3 separate regions of the Danio rerio genome follow, and all the other regions are linked to region 2. Evidence: chromatin contacts called from public HiCAR-type data. All regions are on one chromosome and are shown on one strand. The core of a region is the stretch at or near the end of the contact, and the rest is flanking DNA. Distances in the headings are between cores, read along the strand shown.

Region 1 (2,956 bases), core at 274-2,773, 72 kb after region 2:
ATTAATACATTTTTCTCAAATACAAAACTAAAATTATAAATCATGAATCCAGACAAACCGAGAATTGTGGTCTGGATTTTATATTTCTGAATTGCATTGTGGAACCTTGGTTTATGCTCTATGATCTTTTGATCTTGAAAATGTAGATCTACAGTTTAGCAAAGGTACTTAAAAACAATATTGTATAAGAAATGCATCAAGTTTATTACAACTCATTGCTAGGTTTAGTGCCATAATTGAAAAGATATAAAGTTTCAAACTGTTAAAATTTCAATAAAAGTCACTTTATCAAATGTTCCCATTATGCCTTTTAAAAGAGCTAATAAACAGAAAATGATCCATTTACAGTTGAAGTCAAAATGACAAGTCAAGTGCTGTTTAACAGACCAAGGACATTTGCACAGTTTTTTTTTTTTCAGTTCTCTTTTTCTTCTAGTTTTGGTTGAGTGAAAGCAGCTTTTAAGTTTTAGTTTTTTGAAGAATTTTTATATATTTTATTTTGATTGACTACAAAAAAATACTGCAATGATTAATAATATGATTTACTGTACATTGCTTGTGTTTGTGTGTGCGCATGTGTGCAAGAAACAGCTTAGATGTGATTTTTATCCAATTCATTGGCTATTATTGGTCTATCTTATGTGATTGACAGGTTGTCGTGTCATCAGAAAAAATAAATGTGAGATGGAGATAAGGCTGGCCGATTAATCGAAAACTAAATAAAATTGATATTGAAAACCTTTAATCCATCTAATTTTTCCAGGACGATCTTTTTCAATTACTTTTCCTACTACGTCTAAAGTAGATACATGACTCCGCTCTGTTAAGGCTGATTTATAATTCTGCGTCAAAAGCACGGGAATGTTCCGGCACAGTCTTCACGTGGTCACATACCCGCACACATCTCGAAAAATGTATCTACACATCGCACGTTTGCATTACATTGATGATTGGAAGCTGCGCCTGATATCTGCTAGAGACGTCATATTTTACATTACAATAAAACTATTTACATTGAAAATTATATTTTCTACTTTTGAAAACATTAAAAATAAATGATTGTTTCTGAAAGTGCATTTTATAAAAAAAAACGTTGTTCAATAAATAATCTATAATGTTATAATAAATAATAATGTTTCCTTCAATTATTATTTTATTATTTTAAGTAATATGTGTGCATATTTACTGTACAAAACCTGTCAGTTTACCATGAGGGCAAAAAAATAAAATAAACAAATAAAATAATCGTTCATTTATCGTAATTAAGTTAAAAAGTTCAATTAATTGAGATTTTGATTTTTGGCCAAATCGCCCAGCCCTAGATGGAGCACAACTTGTTTTTTTTTTAAATATTATTAAAGATGACTGCATGAATTCAACAAGAAATCATAACAAAATGTTCAGCTTTGTCAGCATTCTACTTTTTCTTTTTGACCAATCAGAGCGGAGTATCCCAGAGAGCTTTGGAATAATGCTAATTATCACTGACTTCTCTGAGGGCTGAGGCAACTCGGGTTCTTTCCCACCCTGCTAGCTTTCTCTTTCTCTTCTCTTCTTTTCTTTTTCTTTCCGTCTGACGCACTATGAGTGAAGGATATCAGATTCCCCTGAAAGCTCTCGGACAGGTGAGCGCTGCTTTGCTTGACCTCCATCTCTCACATTACGGTGCTAAACTGCGACTCCCTGCTGTTCTCGATTACACACGTTTGCCTGCACACACACACAGGTGTGATCCTTACACATCAGTCTCTTTTAGTCGCCAATTGGTATCGACATCATCGAGGCTAAATGGATTCAGTTACAGGGCATTATTATGTATGATGCTCAGACATGATCATACAAAACATGTTTTGTACAAAAACAGATGGACAAGTAGGAAAAGTGAAGAGACCAGTTTTTCTGGATTTATAGTTGTGTTTTGTAATCTGAAGACTTTTCTTCCAAATTTAAAACACAAATGATTACTTTTACAACATTTTTCGGCATAAAATAACAACCGAGTGCCATGTTTTCAGACACATTTGTATTAGTTTTTAGAAAGCACAATACCTTCAAATTTATGTCATTTATTTATATATTTTTTGAAACTCGGTCCTATACTGCCTGTCTTGACCAGGGCACCCTGTTATAAGAGATATTGTGCCTCAATGGGACTTTCCTGGTTAAATAAATAAATGAATGTTCGAATTGTGTTCTTGGCTTCTTTGGTGAACAGAATGTTATAAACAAAAGTATTTTTTATTGCAACCTTCTAAAGGCCTTATTTTAAAATATTTTTATGCATCATTATTTTTATGAATCAACTGTCGATTGGGTTTAGGGAAGGGGGTGGGCGGATAAATCTGTGATTTTAAAAACACTAGTGGTTGGGTTTAGGGAAGGAGGGGGGTGGGTCAGTCAGTCAGTCATTTAACAGCAGCCTCTGGTGGATTTACATGAGAACAGCAGGCGTGAATTGCACTCGCAAGAGAAATGTGAGATCTGCAAAAGTGTACACAGCGGCCTCTGGTGGATTCAAAAACTGCCAAAAATCGTAGCTCCTGTGACGTATTTGGTGCTCTCCAGAAATGTATATAATGGTACATTTTCTAAACGAGCGTGGACTGGATTTACTACATTTTTAGTGTCATTTAGTGGTTGGAAACTATTTATATGGGCTGGATTTAAATAAACAAATAAGTTAACTGTTACTAAATTTAAATTGTTTGTTTAAATTCAGCCCATATAAATAGTTAGCAAGCACTTACCTTAAGAAAATGTAGTAAATCCAATGAAACTTGTTTTTTTGTATGTAACCGTGTTAATCTACTTTTTTTTTTAAACATGACACTATTATAATAAATCCATAAGACCTCATATTGCTAGTATTTTGATCAATAACATTGAATATTTTCACTGACAATATCTTGACCTCATAGATGCTTTTGCAGGAATTTGATAGCAGCACCACTGTGAG
Region 2 (3,175 bases), core at 339-2,838:
ATTAACCGTGTTTAGACCGATCTTGTAATGTTAAACAATATTTTGGGCTTGGAAAGTTAATTAACACTGTTACCTTTTTTCTAATGTAACATCTTTAAAATTTAAAGTTAAAACTTCTCCTTTTATATCAGGTTTATTCAATTATATCATGAACAATTTTTATTTGTGTAGTTAGTGACTTAAAACTGCTAATTTGGTTCTGCAGTGAAAAGCTGTACTGATAGGCTAAGTTTAGTTTCAGTGTAATCACCAATGACAAAAGTGTAAAGTGAGAACTCATAAAACTGATCTGTAACGATAGACGTCAGGCTAAATACAGGCCACCCTAAATTAACAATTATGTAGTGACATGATTACAACATGTTACAGTTAAACGTTTATTAAGCCTACAACTACTAGATAATAAAGCATAAAAGACTCCCAATAACAGAATTCTCAATCGGCTCCATTCACTCACAAAATTGATCAACAACTCCAAGATAAGTTTGATTTTCATGTTTTAATAAAAAAAACACAATATACATTGTAAAAAACACAATAAAGCGTTCACATCATATGGCATTGTAATATACAATACATTCTTTCGCTCAGTAATCTGAGAAATCTGACAACAAAATAGTATTTTTTTCTAAAAAGTTACAAAAACATTGGAGAAACTTTGACCGAGAGGGAAATGCATGAACAGTAAGTGAATAATCGCCATGGATTCCACAGCTAAACACAGACACAAACACACACGCGTATCGGTGTGTGTCCGGGGAGAGATCTCAGAGAAGGAGAGAGCACGTCACGCTTGTCATGTCCACAGATTTGTGTGACTCTCTACTGAAAGTTTGTTTCCTCTACAACAGGAGAATGAGACTCTCCCGACACAGTTCACGGCGTCACTGGTCCATCGGGGTTTGTTTGTTCGTTCACCTCAGCGCACCGTGATCACGATGCTTCGATGATCTGTTGACGTGAAGCCACCGGGAGTATCTGCTTTAACGGCACATGATCCGGTCATCTGAACAGCCGTTCTGCAAGACAAAAAGAGGGAACATAGTGAGTTGGGTCGTTCAGACAAACATTATTGATATGCATATAGAGACGCAAGCATTATATCTTAAGCATGTGCGATATTTACCTCCACAGAGATGCTGGCTAGCTCCGCGTTGAGTGTTGTGAGCGGAGTGCGGGGAGCGGAGCTCTGGTTCTTCTTGCTCTCCAGCTCGACCTGCAAGTCCCAGATGTAATCGATGACATGCTGGAGAATCTCCATCTTGCTGGCTTTCTTGTTGGTCGGTAGCGTGGGCACCAGCTCCTTCAGTTTGCTGTAGCAGCTGTTCATGTCTTGGAGAAACATGGTCATCTGCTCGTCCAGCAGCGGGATCTTGCATTTGGAGATGGCCAAGCTCTGATCGGAGAGGCAGCGGACAACATCCTCTCCTCCAACTTTGCTGCTCTTCAGCGCGCAGGTAGGTCCCACAACTTTCATTTTGGCTATTTGCGAGTAAGTCAAAGAGGAATAGCTGAAGCGAGGTGCTCGTACTCCTTTTAAAGGCTTGTTGAGTTGTCGATAGTGCGATGACAGTTCACCACATGCTCTCAGAGGCTGAGCTGTTCGTTATTTAAAGGGTCTCCGGGCTTGGGGGCGTCACCAAACACTCGTGTTTGCGGGAACGGGCCAATAGGATTTTTGCGGAGTCCCTCGCTCAGCCAATGAAGGCACGGCTCTGTTATCGCAGTTTCAATATGCTCGGGGGGATGGTGTTACAAATGGAAACAAATGTGTGTCTTCTGCGGATGATGTGTGGAGATCCAGCTGTCCGTTTACTCCACAGGTGAAGCAGACAGATCAAGGGGAGGGTGGGGGTGCTCGACGATCAACAGGCAACAGTTATTACTTTCAAATGAAACAAGCTTTTCTTCGTATGTGGGCTGCTGCGAGAAACAAAGCATACTGTAAAATGTTCCATCAGCATCTCTGTTTCCATCCATTCAGCTTGTTGCAAATATATCTGTCATTGCTGAGTTAACTGCACCCTGAACACATGTGAGTGGACATGATGGCACCATGACCTAACATTTATAAAAATGTTATGATTTATTGGGGAGGTGGATGCGGGGTATTCATAAGTTGAGGGAACATCATTTTAAACAAACTATAAACAATACATCACAACCCCCTTTAAACACTGAATCTAAAAGAATTCTGTCTGTTTATTATTTTCATCACATGAGTGTAGCTAATTCAAATGTAGATTTCAAACATAAACAATCAAACGTTATACTTCATTCCCTATTAAACAAACCAGAAAACAACATCATAAAAGGTTTCTTAGAGATCTTAACTCATGACTGTCTAAATAAATTCACTCTGTGAATTATTTTATTGTGTCCATAATGCAAATATCAAGTAAGCAAAACAGAGAAAGAGGACACTTTATACTTATATTATGTATACTGTAATGCATGTTGAATATAATGTTTTCATCTCATAAACCCAAACAAAAGTTTTAAAGTATCTAATGCAATCCTGTGGTTATTATTTTCTTGTCACATGATAACAAAATGGCTTCATGCATGTTTGTCATACAGATTTTGATTTGCCTGACAAGCTTTCAAAATAATGCATTAAAAATAAAATATTTGACTAGAAATGAGTATTTTATCAAAGTATGTGTGCAGATAGTTTAAAAAACTACAGATTGTTAAAAAGGAGCAGTGGTCAAACTTTATTTGTAATGCTTATTTAATCTTTAACATCCATAAAATCTTACCATTGCACATAAGTTTTTTTTAGAGGAAGGTAAGTGTTTAGAGTGTAATGTTTTTTACAAAAAGTTCTTCTGACATCACTGCAAAAGAGGGATCTGTTTCTGTACACAATGCAATACATTTTAGTGTGCTTTTAACTGTTGTGCATGCACATAAAGTATTCATAGTCTATTATCCTACAGTAAGTGCATTACTTGTAGACTGGAGCTTTATTCTATTGTGCTGGGAAGCTCATTTTTATTCAAATCTGTTTATTTTCCTTCAATGATGGTCTCTTTGTCTTTCTTTAAATGCGTTTCCTCGCGCAAACTTCCAAATTCCTTCATATGTGCGCGTCGCCTTGAGCGCGCACTCGCATAACTTTGCATTGCTGTGCTCTGATTCTTCCCCCAGATTGTCCAAACAAACCGAAGCA
Region 3 (2,986 bases), core at 294-2,793, 95 kb after region 2:
CCGCTGTGTTCCATGCTATTTGAAAGTGTTGTGAGAAAATGCAGCACGTTTTCCTAAATTGTTTGCATTATGAGAAAATGCAGCATGATTAACTGATTTGTTTGCGTTGTGAAGATTTGCAGCACATGTGGTGTCTTGGGACACATCTCTTCTCCATCTACACAACATCTCTAGGACCAGTCTTTTTTTTATTTTTTTTATTTGCATGCATTTTCTTAAATTGCAGCACTAAGCTCACTGGGCTACCGTATAAAATACTAGAAAGTATTACAGCAACGTGCAATGTCTACTTTGACGTGATTCTACTGATATATACACGTCAATATATTATAAATTTCATTTTGAAGTAATGATAGACGATGCTGAATTTTAAGCACCAGTCTTTAATGTCACATGACCTTTAAAAGTTCATTCATTTGCTGCATTAGAAACATTTGTAATGATTATAAATGTTGAAAAAGCAGTGCTGATAATATCTTTTTGAAATGTTTTTATTTAAAAATATTCAAATAATAAAGATATTATGCGAAATAAAAGATTACATCCAGGCAACAATTTATTAAAACACACTCACATACACACACACACAAATAATCCTAAACACTAAAAAGTGCGCCTTTTACCTTGATCTGCAATTTGAAACCAGCATAACAGACAATGCTGACAATCTAAATAAAGGGCAGCACAGCAGTTTTCTTTTTTTTTTATAACCCAGCCTGACAGTGAACTTCTGTTTGGCTGTTCAGTAACAGCTGACACCACAAGAAGGACAACTGTGATATGATTCAGGGCCGTCGTTAAACTTAACAGGGCCAGGGAACAAATCTGTCATGCAGTAAACATCAACTGAGGAGCCCCCTAAACCTCTCAAAAACCCACGAAACATTTTAGATCAGTGGGACACGAAAGCCTGTGTACTTACAGCATTTCTTCTCTTGGCCTCTAGGCTCTGATTTCTTGGCTTCAGCAGAACTGGTTGGACCAGCCTCCTCCTGCTGCAGCCATGCAGACATACTGAATCTGTATCTGACAGACCTAATCACTCACTCACTCTTAGTGCTGCAAAGACAGGCACACCTGCAGAGAGACGAACACAAACGGCGAAATAATGACAATATACGCATTCTACGTTAGTGGAAATTACTAGTGTTTGCGTAGATTATGCTCTACTCAGTGACAAACAGCTTTTATTCTTGGCACTTATTTAGCGCAGTAATACAGATACGTCATTACGTAGAAAAGGATGCTGAGAATATCGTGCTACGTCATTACCGTTAACCTTTGGATGAGGGCTTTTCAACATTTACTGACAGTTTAATCCATACGCATATAAAATCTTATTGTACACATATTAAAGAAGCACTATCGCGAGACACATATAACCATACTGTTTCCAAATCGTTGACATTCTACCTCAAGAGGTCCGTGTTTTACTCCGTATCTTCCAGGTTCCACCGGTAAGTTCAGTATGTTTCCGCCAGGTGCTGTCGTTGCCTCAGCCGGTTTTTGCACTTGATAACCTTCCATGGCAACCAGAGCCAAGCGCGTGAGTGAAGGTGTGTCCATACGTCACCGTTTACTTACCGTAATACCTGCAGCAAACTGAACTGGGAAGTCAGTCATATCGTGGTTTGATTCATATTAGTCAATCTTTTCAATCGACTCGTAAACTGATCCGGTCAGTGTAGAGTCAGACTACAGTCGGGTTCCAGAATTATACACTCTATGTTTTTTTGTCATTTTTTTAAAATGAGCTATTTATTTAGATATTTATTTATTTATTATTATTTTCTTTTACAAAAACTGTTAGCCTGTCCCCTTTTTTTGAGCACAGACCTACACATTTAATTTGATCTCTTAAAAATTCCAAGAAATCAAAACTGAATTTAAAGTGATCTATTAGCTAGTTTTCTCCTAAAAAATTGAGAATATATAAATTATCAAACACGGATCAACCATTTTGATGACATCACTCTGCACTTGTGAGATAGTCTGCCCAATCAAATGCTTTCTAGAATCTAAAGTGTCCTACAGTTAACTTTTGATAGATGCAAAAACTGTGAAACCTGTCACTTGTACATATAATTACCATTTTCTACTGCATGTGGTGAAAGGCACACAGTGTAGTACTGTATATAGGAGATAAATGATTCAAACTATGTAAAAACTTTCCATTGAGATTGATGATGTAAGCTGCTGTCAACTCTCCAATTACTTAAGAGGTTCTCTGGTTTTAATTGACCAATCAGGCTGTGCAGCGCCACATAAAGATGAACAAATCCAAACAGACACCATGAAGCCCCACAAATAATTATATCCTCATGATGTTAAATTACCACCAAAAATACAATTTTGTATCGTTGAGAATAGTTTTCCTTCAAATCAAAGTTGTAAATGTTGCTATTTTCTTAATTCTTTTTGACTGCACATGCTTTCCGAAGGCAAGGCAGACCTGCCAAGCAGTGATACTGCATACACGCACAGCACGCAGTATTTAGCTGTTCATAAAGGGTCGTGTGTGTTTGTTTGTTTCCATGATCAACAGGTTTGTTGTATGTTTTTCCCCACAATGATGTCAGGGCTGATACAGCAAAGCTGTTAGTGTGCAGCAAGCATTTTTGTTTGGAGTCTGGAGAGCTATATGATTATTGGAGAATGGAGGACTTTTCTTTTATCAGTCCAGTTTGTTACAATTTAAGACACATCGCCTATCGGTGCTGCTGTTTTCGCCTGTGTAAAAACCTACAGATTACTGGCAAGCCTAATGCTTGAAATAGACAGGGCAAGACACGGGCTGTACTGCTATCCACTGTGTCTGCATTCAGACCCGGGGACTGAGGAGGAGAGAAGTCCTCCTAGTTTATAGTGTTTATATAAACATGATTATCTTTATGATGATGTAACAAATTGTGGGTATTCTTTCATTCATTTTCTTTTTGGCTTAATCACTTTATTTTCTAAGGGGTCACCACAGCGGGATGAACCG

The links. HiCAR-type assays count read pairs that join an accessible place to other places.
Region 1: a contact with region 2 is called in a HiCAR-type map of caudal fin, with 7 times the contacts expected there. The contact joins the enhancer-like site here to the promoter of id1 in region 2. A contact is called at or near these places in 10 of 18 Hi-C or Micro-C datasets (caudal fin, embryo, fibroblasts and 3 more) and 3 of 4 datasets of contacts at active chromatin or transcription factors (caudal fin, gastrula embryo and pancreas).
Region 3: a contact with region 2 is called in a HiCAR-type map of caudal fin, with 2.9 times the contacts expected there. The contact joins the promoter of pfkfb2b here to the promoter of id1 in region 2. A contact is called at or near these places in 11 of 18 Hi-C or Micro-C datasets (caudal fin, embryo, fibroblasts and 4 more) and 4 of 4 datasets of contacts at active chromatin or transcription factors (caudal fin, embryo, gastrula embryo and 1 more).

Annotation. Positions count from the first base shown.
Region 1 is chr11:20,868,523-20,871,478 of GRCz12tu, forward strand. No RefSeq gene overlaps it. Among named protein-coding and RNA genes, the nearest start is that of pfkfb2b, 23 kb to the right of the region's middle. Within about 2 kb of position 1,524, at least 5 of the 62 cell types and tissues checked have an H3K27ac peak or open chromatin away from gene starts, as enhancers often do. A contact at or near this core is called in caudal fin, where this site is marked.
Region 2 is chr11:20,796,811-20,799,985 of GRCz12tu, forward strand. It overlaps id1 (inhibitor of DNA binding 1, HLH protein), which reads right to left and starts at 1,589. Exons shown (of 2, transcript NM_131245.2): 1 at 1,127-1,589; 2 at 481-1,019. The coding sequence starts at 1,477. The coding sequence ends at 984.
Region 3 is chr11:20,891,918-20,894,903 of GRCz12tu, forward strand. It overlaps pfkfb2b (6-phosphofructo-2-kinase/fructose-2,6-biphosphatase 2b), which reads right to left and starts at 1,544. Exons shown (of 16, transcript XM_021479801.3): 1 at 1,414-1,544; 2 at 923-1,077. The coding sequence starts at 1,013.